Regions from separate parts of the Capra hircus genome. Here region 2 is linked to region 1. The links are chromatin contacts, called in public Hi-C maps. All regions are on one chromosome and are shown on one strand. The core of a region is the stretch at or near the end of the contact, and the rest is flanking DNA. Distances in the headings are between cores, read along the strand shown. Region 1 holds the start of CSF3 (granulocyte colony-stimulating factor). Region 2 holds the start of CDC6 (cell division control protein 6 homolog).

The links. A called contact is a pair of places that touch in the nucleus more often than the background predicts.
Region 2: a Hi-C map of blood shows a contact between it and region 1, with 2.7 times the contacts expected there. The contact joins the promoter of CDC6 here to the promoter of CSF3 in region 1. A contact is called at or near these places in 2 of 5 Hi-C or Micro-C datasets (blood and liver).

Annotation. Positions count from the first base shown.
Region 1 is chr19:39,972,833-39,980,566 of ARS1.2, reverse strand. It overlaps CSF3 (granulocyte colony-stimulating factor), which reads right to left and starts at 2,310. Exons shown (of 4, transcript XM_013972125.2): 1 at 1,852-2,310; 2 at 1,362-1,469; 3 at 1,070-1,216; 4 at 1-894. The coding sequence starts at 2,121. The coding sequence ends at 730.
Region 2 is chr19:40,181,163-40,188,391 of ARS1.2, reverse strand. CDC6 (cell division control protein 6 homolog) reads right to left here and starts at 5,480. Exons shown (of 12, transcript XM_018065030.1): 1 at 5,203-5,480; 2 at 4,181-4,371; 3 at 3,133-3,414; 4 at 2,809-3,008; 5 at 2,381-2,556; 6 at 1,914-2,020; 7 at 791-930. The coding sequence starts at 4,358.

The sequences.
Region 1 (7,734 bases), core at 1,061-3,560:
AGTGTTTCTCTCTCACCTCGTCACACAAGCCCCCTCATCTTTCCTTTCCATGTTCCCAGTCTCACCCAGCAAGGCAGAGACACACGACCATCTGCCTAGCCCGAAAGAGAGTCAGAATCCTGACCCCAACCCCGGTGGGTTGGAGCAAGGTCATGAGCCTCATGGCGTCTATAGCGCATCCAGAAAAACAAGAGGCATCACTGATGCCTGGGCTCCCCACACGAGGAGTCAAAATGTGCCTGAAAAAAGTCTTAAAAAGAAGAAGTTTCCCCAGCAAATTCATGGGACCCCAGGGTCAAGCATCCCACTCCAGCTGCCTCTGCTGGGCTTCATGCCCGAATGCAGGGCTGGAGCCAGGGGGCAAGGACCCAGTCGGGGAACACTGCTGTTTAAATATTAAACAGGGCTGTCTCGTCTCCCACCTGGGAGACTTCCCGATGCTTCCAAGGGCCCCGAGGAGGGCACCCTCAGGGTAGGGGTTCACTGCAGCTTTCCCCAGAACCCACCGCGGAGCCAGACCTGGAGCAGCTACAAGAAGTAATACTTGGTATTTACCAACTCCCTCCCAGTCCCAGTACACAAGACGGGGAGTTTTCCCCACATGGAGGTGGAAGGAAGGACCCAGGAGCCTGGGGCTCCTTTCTGTGCTTCCCTGTCTTTAAATATTAGGTTTAAATAAGCATAAATATTAAATACAGAGATAAATACACAAGAGGGGAAGAGCTGTGCTCAGGGCTCGGCAAGGTAGCGCAGGCCACGGTATGCCAGCCCCAGGAAACGCTGCAGCTGGGAAGCAACCAGGACTCCTCCTGCTCGGCGCTGGAAGGCCGATGTGAAGGTCGGCATGGTGCCCTGGGTGGGCTGCACAGCGGGGGCCACCCCCAGGTCCTCCATCTGTGGGGGAAGGTGAGGTCAGCAGTCAGGGCAAGTTGGCACAGGGAGGGAAGGCTGGGGGCTGATGGGCTGTGGAAGATCCAGGGTTCACGGTGGAGCCAGGACAAGAACCAGGTCCAGGGACTGGGGACCAGCTCGGTTCTGGCCCTTAAAGCTTGCTCCCAACGAGACTCACCTGCAGCCAGATGTTGGTGGCAAAGTCGGTGACGTCCAGCTGCAGTGTGTCCAAGGTGGGAGCCAACTCTGGGGAGATGCCCGCCAGGGCCTGCAGGAGGCCCTGGTAGAGAAAGAGGCCGCCGTGCAGTTGGTCTAGGCAGCTTGTCTGGGGGGTCGGGTGGGAGAGTCAGGGGACGCCGCCTGGGATGCTCCCCTCAGGGCCCCTGCGTGGAGCCTAGAGAACTGGGGAGCCTTCCAGGTCAGCCTACCCTTCCGCCCCCTCATCTCCCTTCTCCCCTCGGGACACTCACCAGCTGCAGGGACTGGCTGGAGCAGCTGCTTAGGGGAGCCTGGGGGATGCCCAGAGAGTGCCCGAGCAGTACCAGCTCCTCCGGGTGGCACAGCTTGTGGGTGGCACACTGTGGTGGGAGGGATGCTGGGTGAGGGGCCAGCTCCTCCTCCTCCCCGAGCGCCCCCACCTCTCCACCCCCACACCTCCGCCTCCCCACCCGTCCTGTCAGGCTTCTCAGCCCCCTTCTTCCATCCAAGCTCCCAGCCAACCCTTCCCAGCACTAGAGGCTCTGCCCCCAGTTCCTCGCCAGCCGCCCTCCGGGCTGGGCCTCTCCTGATTCTCCTTTTCCCCCAGTGTCTCCTCTCACCGTGCGTCCCTTCCTGCTGCCCTTTCCCACGCTGCCCTTCAGCCCTGCTCTCTCCCTCAGCTCCCCCCCGTGCCTCCTTCCCTCCCTGCCCTGCTGCAGCGTCTGTCCCCTCCCTGTCCCCACGCTGGCCTCCCTCACGCACCAGCCTCTCCTGCAGCTCGGCGCCATCAGCCTGGATTTTCCTCACTTGCTCTAAGCACTTGAGCAGGAAGCTCTGGGGCAGGGAACGGGCAGGGCCAAGGGGGGTGGCTTCTTGCACCGTCCAGAGCGCGCTGTGCCAGAGGAGCAGCTGCAGGGCTGGGAGCAGACAGGGGCTCAGGAGAAGTGCAGACCTTTCTGGAAGCCCAGGCACCCCTGCCCGCTGCCACAGCTCTCCCCTCCCAGGACCCAGACACTCACCCATCAGCTTCATGGGGCTCTGGGCAGAAGGCTCAGCCAAGGGTCTGGGTGGGGCTGTAGGTTCTGGGTTCTGTCAGGGACCAGCTCCGGGGGCCTTTATACTCGAAAGCCCATGGAGGCCTGGGAGGAAATTACCTGGTGCTGCGACTAACGCTTAGTAATAGCTTCCCAAGTTTTATGCAAATTTGTTGTCCAGGACAATGCAGGGGGGTTGGGACCAAAAAAAAGTGTTTGCGAAAGTTTTGTGAAATTGTGGAATCTCTGATTCTTCTTTGACGTCTTGCCCCCCTCAAACTCCCTTCCTCCCCTCAGCCCCACCCAGGTCTGAATTGCCCCAGAGTGTTTGAACTAAACCTCTGAACCAAACTGAGCTAATGATAAAAAGGCCGGGAGGCTGGAGTCTGGTTGAACCTCAAGGAAGAGGCAGGCCTGGGGCCCTCCTCTGTCCCTCCCTCCCCTGGCATATCTCCTGGGTCAGCCCCATTAGCCACTCTGTAGGGATCCTTAAGCCACCTGCTCCCTAGGCCCCCAATTTGGAGAAGGAAGAAGCTAGTTTCCTCATTTCTATCCCCCCAGGTCCCAGGCGATAAGAGATCGTCTCTCTGATTGCCCTCTTGAGGGGCCAGAGGCCTGAGGTAGGGACGCTGGGGTCTGGCTGCCTGTCCCCACCCCACACTCTGATGGGCATCCTCCCGGTCTCCATCCTGAACCGATTAGCTGGGAACTCCCCAATCCCCCCATGACTCATCCCTTTGCCCCCGGAATCCTGGCAGAGACCAGAGGAAACCGGATGTCTGTCCCGGATGAAGCAAGACCCTTCGAGGCTCTTGGGTCACCTGACCTTGTCCCTCCTCCTCCTCTTGCACTGACCGCCCCCCACCCCCACCCCTGGCCAGTGCCTCAGCGCTTTGGAGTTGAGGGTCTGGGACAGGTGGCTTCCCTGGCGGGGTTCACTGCCAGCGGGCGAGTGTGTGCTGCCCTGAGGGGAGAAGGGCTGGGGTGAGAAAGAAGAAACCGCCTGGCCTCAAACCCAAGAACCACGCGCTGTCCAGGCTGGGAGAACTTCAGGCGTCTGTTCCAACACTGTGAACTGGGTCAGTGAATGCAGAGGCTCGCCCAAGGTCATGGGTAGCAGAGTCAGAGTTATAACCCAGATCTCTGCCTCGGGTCTGAGCGTTTTCCATAGGCCATGGGGCCTGCCTGGGGCAGTGTGGCCGACTGCATCTGAGACTGTCACTTTCTCTCCCAGTTAAGCCCACCAGGTGCCTTAACAGTCTTGGGAAGAGGAGTGGGTGTGTCTAACTGGTCCAGGCCATCTCTGGGGTGGGGGTGCCCTCTGGTGGTCACAGCTGGCAGGGCCAACAACCATGAATCAATTCATGTCCTGCCTCTGGTCCTGGCCACGCTGGACAGCCCTGGCCCTGCTGGACAGCCCTGGCCCTGACTCTACCTTAGGCCAGGACACTGATTAAGCCCAGTTCTATGCCCACCTTCATGGGAAGAGAAGGGTGAATTTAACAGAACTGTTGGGAGTCAGGGCAAGAGTTCTCACAATCATGCCTTCTCTCCCTCGCCTTAACCTCCAGAGTGCACAGCCCACCCCAGATAATGTGTTGGGCACTCCCCGTTGTTGTTCAGTCGCTAGATCTTGTCCGACTCTTTGCAACCCCACGGGCTGCAGCACACCACGCTTCCCTGTCCTCTGCAGTCTCCCGAAGCTTCAACTCTTGGGCATTGAGTCCGTGATGCCATCCAACCATCTCATCCTCTGGCACCCTCTTCTCCTGCCTCCAGTGTTTCCAGCATCAGGGTCTTTTCCAGTAAGGCAGCTCTTTGCATCAGGTGGCCAAAGTATTGGAGCATCAGTATCAGTCCCCCCAATGAATATTCAGGGTTGATTTCCTTTAGGATTGACTGGTTTGATTTCCTTGCAGTCCAAGGAACACTTCCTGCACATTGGCAAATGCACTCTTTTAATAAGCCTTAAGACAAAATTACCAGAAAGATCTCCCCCTTTACAGAAGATGAATCTGATCTTGAAGAGGTTAAATGACTTGTCCCAAAATAGCAGAGCCAAGGTCTGCCCTGTGCCAGAGTCTTCAGCTCTTAACTATCAAGTCTCTGCGTTCCGCCTTCCTCACCTGGGACCAGGCCAGCTCTGGACCCAAACTTTAATTTTCACTTACAGTGCAGGTGTGTCAGATGTTTGGCTCAGAAAATGCTGATTCTAACAAGGGTGGCCAGAATGGTGAAAGGACTCAAGATGCTGATTTGAAAAAAGCAGACTTAAAAAAAAAACAAAAACAACTTTTTTTGGTGAAGGGGCTGCTCCTTGTGGCACCTTAGTTCCCAGACCAGGGATCGAACCTGTGTCCCCTGCAGTGGAAACACAGAGTCTTAACCCCTGGACCACCAGGAAATGTCCACAAACTGGCAGTTTTGTCTGGCAAAGAGGAGAGGGTTGTTGTGTGGTTTCAGGGACCAGAAGTGGGATAGGGAGTGGAAGCCACGGCCAGTCAATTTTCAGCTCAAGAAGAGAGTGTTCTAACTACCGGAGGTGTTGAAGGATGGGGTGAACTGCTTCCAGAGAGAGTGGGACTGTCTGGCCAAGGAGGTGTTCTGGCCTCCATCCCATACGGAGAGAATCTGGGTGAATGCTGGCTGACAATTAGGGGGCACCTCTTATATGCCAGGCACCTTCCATTACACTTTCGTCTTTCATCCTATCAACCGAGTGTGCAGAATCTCCATGATAGATAAGGGTTGGCTTCAGAGCAGGGAAAAGCCCAAGATCACAGAACAAACTGGGGGCAGGATTTGTGGCCGCCCTTCCTGAGCCCCCGTCATTCTCATTACACTGTCTTCCTATTCAGAGATCCACTTCTTGGATGACAGCTCAGCCCAGGTTTCAGCCCCGCCCGTGAAAGAATAAAGACCAGGCAGAGAGAAAGTTACTGGTTCTGATACATGTGGGCTGGGCCAGACTGAAACCGTCTCTCAAAGGGCCTGGCCCCAGAGACCCCTAGCTGTTGTTCATCCTTCCAGCTTCCTCAGGGCTTTCCTAATTATTTCTCAATAGCCAGAGCGGGTGGGTAGCTTCCACTCACACTTCCTGTTTTCATCTGGAACTGGGGCTTGGAGCACTTCCCACCCCCCACCCCCCTTTATTTTTGGCCACGACACGCACCACATGGGGATCTTAGTTCCGCAACTAGGGATCAAACCTGTGCCCCAGCCGTGGATGCCCTGAGTCCTAACCACTGGACTGCCAGGGAAGCCCCAGAGTGTCTTTATACAGGCTCTGGAGTAATGCCTTTGCTGCAGACTTGGCCTGTGGGCTGAGATATGTACACCCCAAGTTGAGAATGAGTGTTACATTTTTTGAAATGGCTGGGAAAAAAAAAAGAATATTTTATCACATGTAAAAATCACAACAAGCCAGTGTTCATAAATAATTTGTTTAGGACTTCCCTGGTGGTCCAGTGATTAAGAATCTGCTTGCCAATGCAGGGAACACGGATTCAATCACTGGCCTGGGAAGATCCCACAGGTTGCAGGGCGACTAAGCCTGGGTGCCACGACTACTGAGTCTGGGCTCTAGAGCCCACAGGCAACGACTGCTGAGCCCACAAGGCAACTACTGAAGCCTATACACCTAGAGCTTGTACTCAAGACCAGAGCAGCCACCGCAGCGAGAGGCTTCTGCACCTGGAGAGCAGCCCTGCTAGCTGCAACTAGAGAAAGCCCGCTCAGCAGTGAAGACCCAGCACAGCCAAAAACAAATAATTTGTTTACATATTGTTTATGCAAGTCCCCTTTCAAGAAGGACAGAAGTGAACAGTTGTGACTGCGGATATGGCTCACAAGTCTAAAAAACGTACCGTCAGACCCTTTAAGAACAGTTTGCAAACTATGTCCGCAGGACACATGTCCAAAGGGACACACAGAAATGCCCTCTGGAATGTTTGTAACAGTTAGCCAGTGGCCACCAGTAAATTAATAAATCGTGGCCCGTTCACACCACGTGTGCCTCCCCACCCTTCCAGAATAAAAACCCAACGGGGAAAGGAGTTTGTTTTATTCAGTTGTATTCTCAGTCCTTGGAACAGTGCTGGGTGTGGGTTTAAAGATGATTAGACCTCAAAACCCCTACTGAGTGAAAGGAACTTACTTTCAGGTGATACATCGTTTGCAGAGATTTAAAAACTCAAGACAATACTGTATGTGGCAGTAAAAGTAGAAAAGTGTAAACTGGGAGGCTAGCCATTGAATTGAGCAGAGCGGCTGTCTTGAGGGAAAGATGGGCTTTAAACTTACCTTTAAAGATGGGCTTTAAGCTTATGTTATTCTTTGTACTTCTCTGTAGTTTTCTAACTAAAAAAAAAAAAAAAAGACTGGAAGGTAGAGAACACAGTGAACTCTCCAAGCATAAAAATAACACTGAATTTCTCCAGGAAAAGGAAGCCAAGCCAAGGAGGATGGATTACAAGAAACTTCCAGATACTGAGCAGACAGAAAAATGGTCCACAGACTCAAGGCGGGTGAGAACCAGGAAATCATGACAAATAACCCCACCTCTGTGAACAGCACTGATACACTCTGATCCATTACCAACCAGGAAAGGGTCTGGGGCACTTTGGGCTGGTGGTGACTTCAAGATCTGTCATTTTGAATAATAATAATTACAACTAATTATCACACACTCAGAAAGAGTCATTTCATTTATTTATTTTTGGCTGTGCTGGGTCTCCGTTGCTGTGTGGCTTTTCTCTGCGGTGAGCTGCGGCTACTCTCTCGCTGCGTCGCAAGCGCTTCTTATTGTGGTGGCTTCTCTTGTGAAGCGTGGGCCCCAGGGCGCGTGGGCTTCAGTAGTTGGGGCTCTGAGCCCTGGGCAAAGCCTCAACAGTTGTGGCACATGGGCTTAGCTGCTCTGCAGCATGTGGGATCTTTCCAGGTGAGGGATGGAACCCATGTCTCCTGCACTGGTAGGTGGATTCTTTACCACGGAGCCACCAGGGAAGCCCCAGAAAGTCATTTTAAAGGTCAGGCAAAGTGGTCAAGGGCCAGAAGGACAGCAATGTGAGGACAAAAACCAACCAACCAGCAAGAAAACAGAGCCACAGGCTGAGACTGGAAGGCTGCACACACCCCACAGAACGGGACCCTCACTTGGCATCACACAGGCCAGGGTTCACGGCCCACCTAAGCCTGTCCTCACACCCTGGAAGGGTGTGGGGGCGGTGCTCACCATCAGTCCTCATCCTTTCTGGAAGGGAATTAAAGATCTATTAGATTTTTGAATCGGCCTATAAAATGGGGAAAAGATTGAATCCTTAAAAAAGAAAATAAAGTTTGGATGCAAGGAACTAAGCAAGGCCAGTCTAAAACATGCCTTTAATGGAATTAGGGCTATCCACAGATGAAAATGCAGTGCATGCCTGCTGAGCCTTCAGTCATGTCCGACTCTCTGCGACCCTATTGTATGGACTGTAGCCCGCCAGGTTCCTCTGTCCAGGCAAGAATGTTGGAGTGGGTTGTCATGCCCTTCTCCAGGGGTCTTTCCGACCTAGGGCTTGAACCTGCGTTTGTCTCTTGTGTTGGCCGACAGGTTCTTTACCACTACTAC
Region 2 (7,229 bases), core at 4,231-6,730, 200 kb before region 1:
TTTTTTTAATTTTTTGGCCAGACCATGAGACATACGGGATCTTAGTTCCCCGACCAGGGATACAAGCTGTGTCCCCCCAGCATTGGAAGTGCAAAGTCTTAGCCACTGGACCGCCAGGGAGGTCCCAGGTCCTATTTTTTTTTTTTTTTAATTTCTTTTTGGCTGTGCTGGGTCTTCATTGCTGCGTGGGCTGTTCCGTGGTTGTGGCAAGCAGGAGCTACTCTCTAGTTGTGGTGCACGGGCTTCTCATTGAGGTGGCTTCTCCTGTTGTGAAGCACAGACTCTAGTAGTTGCGGTTGCCAGGCTCAACTGCACCAAGGCTTGTGGGATCCTCCCAGATCAGGGATGGAACCCGTGTCTCCTGCGCTGGCAGGCAGATTGCCACTGAGCCACCAGGGAAGCCCCCTCAGGTCCTATTTTAAGACTGTTGCGTGTGTGTTAGTCGCTCAGTCATGTCCGACTGTTTGCGACCCCATAGACTATAGCCTGCCGGGCTCCTCTGTCCATGAAATTCTCCAGGCAAGAATACTGGAGTGGGTTGCCATTTCCTGCTCCATGAGACTATTAGAGAAGCATTTGAGTGACTCCTCTCTTATGTTTATTCCAGTACTGAAGCACCCAATAAATGGAGCCATGGGTGGAAATTCACACAAAAATGTTCTCACTATGGCCCACAGGAATGCCTTGTTTAGCAATGGAGTCAAAGCAAAATATTTTAGAACCATTGTTAGGTTTCCTTTTCACAGGTGATACAAGGAACAGACACTTTGGTACAGTGCTTGGCACTCACCTGATTCAGTCGATCCTGCAAGATGGTGGCTATCTGATTTTTGGTATAAGGTGGGAAGTTCAACAGCTGTGGCTTGCATTTTTCTCTAGCTTGAAGCCTCGGCAGAATTCTATCCGTGAGATCCAGAGTATTAGCAATACCTGAGGAGGAGATATGTAACACTTATCATCAGTGGTCAAATCACCCTAAAAGGAAAAATAAACCTTCTGAAAGCTGAATAAAATTTCTAGTCATAATCCAGCATTCCAACTGTTGCTTCCCACTTGTCCCCAACTCTCAATACTCATTAGGTTAGATGTACACAATCATCGAAGAATGTTTTTTATTTAAGTGTTCTTTATTTCTTGGCTGTGCTGGGCCTTCATTGCGGCATGTGGGAAGAATGCTCTATTCAAATTAGGTTTTAAATTTTGACTAATAGCAGGACCAGACACTCCCAAAATTGACTGTTGCTGAAATGCAGTATTATGTCATTTCTATTCAGAGTTAACAAAACTGATTTGATTTGTGAAAGTCGCTCAGTTGTGTGTCCAACTCTTTGCAACCCCATGGACTATACAGTCCATGGAATTCTCCAGGCCAGAACACTGGAGTGGGTAGCCATTCCCTTTTCCAGGGGATCTTCCCAACCCAGGGATTGAACCCAGATCTCCTGTATTGCAGATTCTTTACCAGCTAAGCCACAAGGGAAGCCCTGATTTGATTAAGTTCCCTATTATTTTATAATAACTTTCCTTAAAAAAAAAAATTCTTCTTTTATTTATTTTTATTCTTTTTTGACTGAGCTGCACAGTATGTGGGATCTCAGTTCCCTGACCAACTCATGCCCCCTACCGTGGAAGTGTGGAACCACTGGACCACCAGTGACGTCCCTATAGTAACCTTATTATGGTAAGAAAGCAGAAAGCTGGTGTAAGATAAAGTAATAGGTGATAATTCCCTGGCAGTCCAGTGGTTAGGACTACTCACTTTCATAGCCAAGGTTCAACCCCTGGTTGGGGAACTAAGATCCCACAAGCTATGTACATGGTGAAAAAACAACAACAACAAAACTCATAAGCCGAAGAGATCTAAAAAAGAAGTCTTTAGAACCACCACGTAACATGAACAACAGAGCACTAACCAATCAGCACCAACCGAGAATTGCTTAGCCACGGCCATTCAAACAGTGTGTACAAGACATCCTGCCCTCTGCTGTCCAGCTGATCCATCTCGTCCAACACCAACACACTACAAAGAAAGAAACAATGAGGATCCATGTTCACCTTCTTAACTCTCCAATCTGTTTGATGTGGGCTGACTCTAGGTCACATTCCTACAGCTCAAACCAGTTTGAAGGTAGTCATCTACCCCATTTGGTAACATACAGCAATGAGCTTAAAAACATTTTCCCCCAATTTGAAATTAGAAGGTTTTTCTTTTTTCTTTTCTTCTTTCCCTTTAAGCTTATGTAACTACCTCTCAGAGAGAAAATATAGGATATGTTCTTTTCATGAGTAAACTGGTAAATTCAAGAGACGAGACTGTGAGTTTGTGGGCAACAAAACTTGCAGACTTTCACAAAGCAACATGCAGCAGAGCAACGCTTACATCATGGGGCCCTTCTCTGCAGTCATATGGTTTTCCAGTTTCCTCATCATGTCCTTCCCAGCTGGCCTGGATACTTCTTCCTGACAAATCTCCTGAGCAATGGCTGGGAATACAGCCTGGGCACTCCTCAAGGACATGCAATTCAGCACGATAGTTTTAAAGCCTCTTAGTTCCTTCTAGAAAAATTGCAAACAGGCAAGTTAGTTTGGCCTCGGATAAACTTCTGATGGAATGTGATGTGTCTTTGAGGGGTTAACAGCATATAAGAAAATAAGCTCCACTTTCATTTGGAAAGATTTTGACAATGAAATTTAAAATGTCTTATTTGGGAGAAAACTGCAATCCCTGAAGTACTTCCACTTTTTCTTAACCCTTAATAACCAGATGTCATTTTAGCAAGAGCATCATAATTCAGACTCTCAATGTACCTTGAGGTCTTGCAGAATTCGGCTTAAGCAGGCAGTTTTTCCAGTTCCAGGAGCACCAGAAAGATAAAGACTTCCAGCTTTTTTCCCACAGATGTGCTCCCTTAGGAAATTCCTGATGACATCCATCTCCTTTTCCCTGGCAGGCAGCTGATCCGGGACAGCTGTACTCAGGACCTGTTTCGCTTGCTGGTAGCAAGTGCCTGTGCCAGACATGAAAGGACAATTAGACACAACAGAGGGTACCAAGAAGACCCACCGCCTTTCACTTGGAATCACCAGCCTTGGTTACAAGGCTGCACTGACAGCTGCCATGAAAGAACCAACCCTCTTGCTTGAACAGTCTCAGACATGCAGACTCTTTCTCCGGCGGACACCTCTGCTCAGAATCGGTTGTGATGTCCTGACCTTTCGGAACTGAGGAATGTATTTTGTTTTGGTGAACTCTGGTGCGTTCTCTTTTGCCAGGAGACTTAGTTGTCAGCTGATTGTCAAATACCAGTCTGCGTCCCTTTGATGTCTGTGAGCAAGGGGGACCATTCTCTTTCTTGCCTTGCTTTGGTGGAGAACAGGGAGATAAACGGGGAGTGTTGCACAGGTTGTCATCACCTGAAACATTAAAATCAGAATGGGTCACTTATAGCAGTGGACAGTGAAAGGATTTGGAAAGATCTCTGCATCCGCCCCTCAAAAGGGGGATGGAATTTCTACCAGGGTCAGAATCACCAAAATAAAATGCCTCTCAGCCAGAAGCAAACATCGGCCACCAGATGGCACCACTGAGTCTTACTAGTTGGTGGCGGTTTTAATGGGAGGAAATTCTAGGATTGCTCTAAAACAGGGCTTTCCAACCTAGGCATCATTGATATCTTGGACCAAATAATCTTTCATTGTGGGGGACTGTCCTGTGCACTGTATCATAGTGAGCAGCACCCACTGTCAGTGGCATCCCCTCAGTTATGACAACTAAAAATGTCTCCAGATACTACCAAATCACCCCTCATTAAAAACAAGAAAGGGAAAAAAGGAAACTTAAAGAAACAAGAACGGATTATCAACCACAAGAATTGTCACCTGTTTCTCATAATTTCACAACCACTGAGGCAAGTTTCAAAATACTATATAACAGTGACACTGACAGCATCAAGTTCAGTATTAAGGAACTGAAGATCAGCCCTATGAAGCAGTTCAGAAAGTGATTTCAAAAGTAGCTTAACTCTGAAGTTCAGTAAGCAGTTAGCAACCATTCTGAAAATAGCCAAAGGGAACAGAATCGTCTTAATTGTACTTAGAAGGCTGTTTCAAAGTCATCTTATCATTAAGAAAGGGGTTGAGAGCTACCGGTTAAAAAGTACTCAAACAATGGCTATCTTACCCAGACGTTTTCTGGGGCTAAGAGGCAGAATTTTTGCACAAGAAGAACGCAGGATAGCCTGGGCATTTGTCAATTCTAGTTTGGTGTCACTGGAGCTTTTAGCTTTGTCCACTGTCCGAGACGGCTTCTTTTTTGGAAAACTGATTGTAGCCTGTGACTGGGAACGGGTTCGAGGCATGATGGCAGCACAGCTGGGTACAAAAAAAGGAACGGGACATCCAGTCAATATGTAAAAGTGAAGGAAAAATAATTAACATGGAACTTAAACCAATGATCAACACTCATTTCATAATCAGATTATGTTATGACAATATTTTAGCATTTAATTCTGGTTCATATCCAAATCTATGCAACAAGAAATACCTTGTCTACCTACTATACATAACAGGCTGTCATAAGTATTTTAGGTATTTACTAAGCTTCCCTTGTGGCTCAGCTGGTAAAGAATCCACCTGCAATGCGAGAGACCTGCATTTGATCCCTGGGTTGGGAAGATCCCCTGGAGAAGGGAAAGGCTATCCACTCCAATATTCTGGTGGAGAATTCCATGGACTGTAAGTCCATGGGGTCGCAAAAAGTCGGACACGACTGAGCGACTTTTACTTTCATTTAAGTTTTAGAACCATTTTAGAGGTAGGTACTATTATCCTTTTCTTACTGATAAGAAAACTGAGAGGCAGCGAGACCCAACAACATAGCAAAGTAAGATATAAGACCAGGTATTCTGGCTCCAGAACCCAAATTTTTAACCACTCAAGCCATGCAATAAGAAGTTGATCTTTATTGGCGTCTATAGCACTTCTAATTCTCTAGCTCCAGGCCCGGAGTAGATCATTATCACCATTTTAGCGCAGCAGCCTCCATACTTACAGGCTTCCCCAAGCCCTCAGTCCCTACTCCGTCCAACCTCGGCCCCACAGAATCCCAGACGTTCGGGGAACATCGCCCTCATATCGCACTCAGCACAACTGTCAGACCATTCCGAGGCTGCATTCCTCGCTACCCGACCCCGACCTCATCACCTTCCTGCGATCTGAGCTCTCCTCCCGCGGTCCTTGCCCCAGGCTCTCACAAACTCCGCCGCCCCCAAGGAGAGGACCCGGGCCTCCTCTCCTTTCCACCATACAGGGCTGCGTCACCTCAGTGCCGGCTCTTCCTCACGTCTCCGGCAGACAACTTTAGGGACTGTCCACGACAAGCTGCAGGATAAAGCCCACACAGACAGCAGTAAAGCCCAGCCACGCTCGCGCCAAATCTGCACAGCCGCAGCTTTCCCGCCTCCCGCCAAAGCCCTGCCACCCTTCTGATTGGGTGTCGCCAGAGCGCAGCGCGCGCCTTGGAGGCAGCCCCCTCCTTCACAGCCAATCAAGCCGGAGGGTACGCAACCAATAAGAGAGCCCCAGGTCTTAGCGCCACAGTGAGGCCACGCCCACAAGTCCTTTTACATCCGGGGCCTCTGCGGAAAGACCCGCGGTTGCGCCGAGGCCGAGTGGAGTCCGGTGGCCCCGCCGCAAAGCCCGGCGGGATATGTAGTCTTTGCAGCTCGCGACTGTATTCCCACGCCCTTTTTTGGTTCTCGTGCCCTTTCACAGTGTTGCACGTACCCATTTTTATTATCCTAGTGGGCTAGACCCTGATGCTGGGAGGGATTGGGGGCAGGAGGAGAAGGGGACGACAGAGGATGAGATGGTTGGATGGCATCACCGACTCGATGGACATGAGTTTGAGTGAACTCCGGGAGTTGGTGATGGACAGGGAGGCCTGGCGTGTTCATGGGGTCGCAAACAGTCGGCCACGACTGAGCGACTGAACTGAACCGAACTGAACGGGCTAGATTTTCAGAGAGCTACTACATAATCATTTAATCAGTTCAGTGTCTCAGTCGTGTTCGACTCTGTGACCGCGCGGACTGCTGCACTCCAGGCTTCCTTGTCCATCACCAGCCCCTGGAGTTTGCTCAAACTCATGTCCATTGAGTAGGTGATGCCATCCAACCATCTGATCCTCTGTCATCCCCTTCTCCTCCTGCCTTCAATCTTTCCCAGCATTAGGGTCTTTTCCAATGAATCTGTTCGCATCCGGTGGCCAAAGTATTGGAGCTTCAGCTTCAGCATCAATCCTTCCAGTGAATATTCAGGATTGATTTAAGATTGACAGGTTTGATCTAACTGCAGTCCAAAGGGACTCTCAAGAGTCTTCTCCAACACCACAGTTCAAAAGCATCAATTCTTTAGCACTCAGCTTTCTTTACGGGCCAACTCTCACATCCATACATGACTACTGGAAAAACCATACCTTTGACTAGATGGACCTTTGTCGGCAAAGTAATGTCTCAATGCCTACCATTATTTGGGCAATTCTGGGTGCCAGGTTTGATGCCAAGTGCTTTACTAATGCTCAACACTGCAAGGCACAAAGCAAATCCGCTGAGGGTTAGAGGTCACAAAATTTTTGGTGGCTTTGAGGGCCTAGGATCATTATTTGGTACCAAAGTCAGTTTCTTTGTAAAGCTCTGCATAAATAACACTGCACTTCATCACATTAGCCCCCTTATTTGTGTTTCAAAGATGAGAAATAGGGCCAGGCCTTTGCTTTTATTTTGTTACAGATAAGAATATGATATTCTGTGTACCTTCCCATTACTAGTCCCATTGATCCACACAATGTGGGGAGTGGAGAGAATTATGGCCCCTTAATTTAAAAATATTTTTTAATGGCTAAATACAAGGGTTTCAGGACCAGAGACGACCTCTATAGAAGAGGCAAGCTGAGCTTTTAATGAAAAAATATAAATTAGAGCAGTAATTTACAGACCAGCTTCCAAAGCTAATAACCCAGTTAAGCCTCAGGCGCCATTAAAAACCAAAACCCATATTCTAGGTGATGGTAAGCATTTATCTCTCATCCTTCTATATCAAATGAAATAGAGCAATAAAAGCAAGTAATAGGAAAACAACAATATTACAATCAAGTTAGTTGTAGTTGATTCATATAGGGTATAAAAGCCAATACTTATGTGTATGTCAGGCTTTCAGCTCTGGTATTTTAC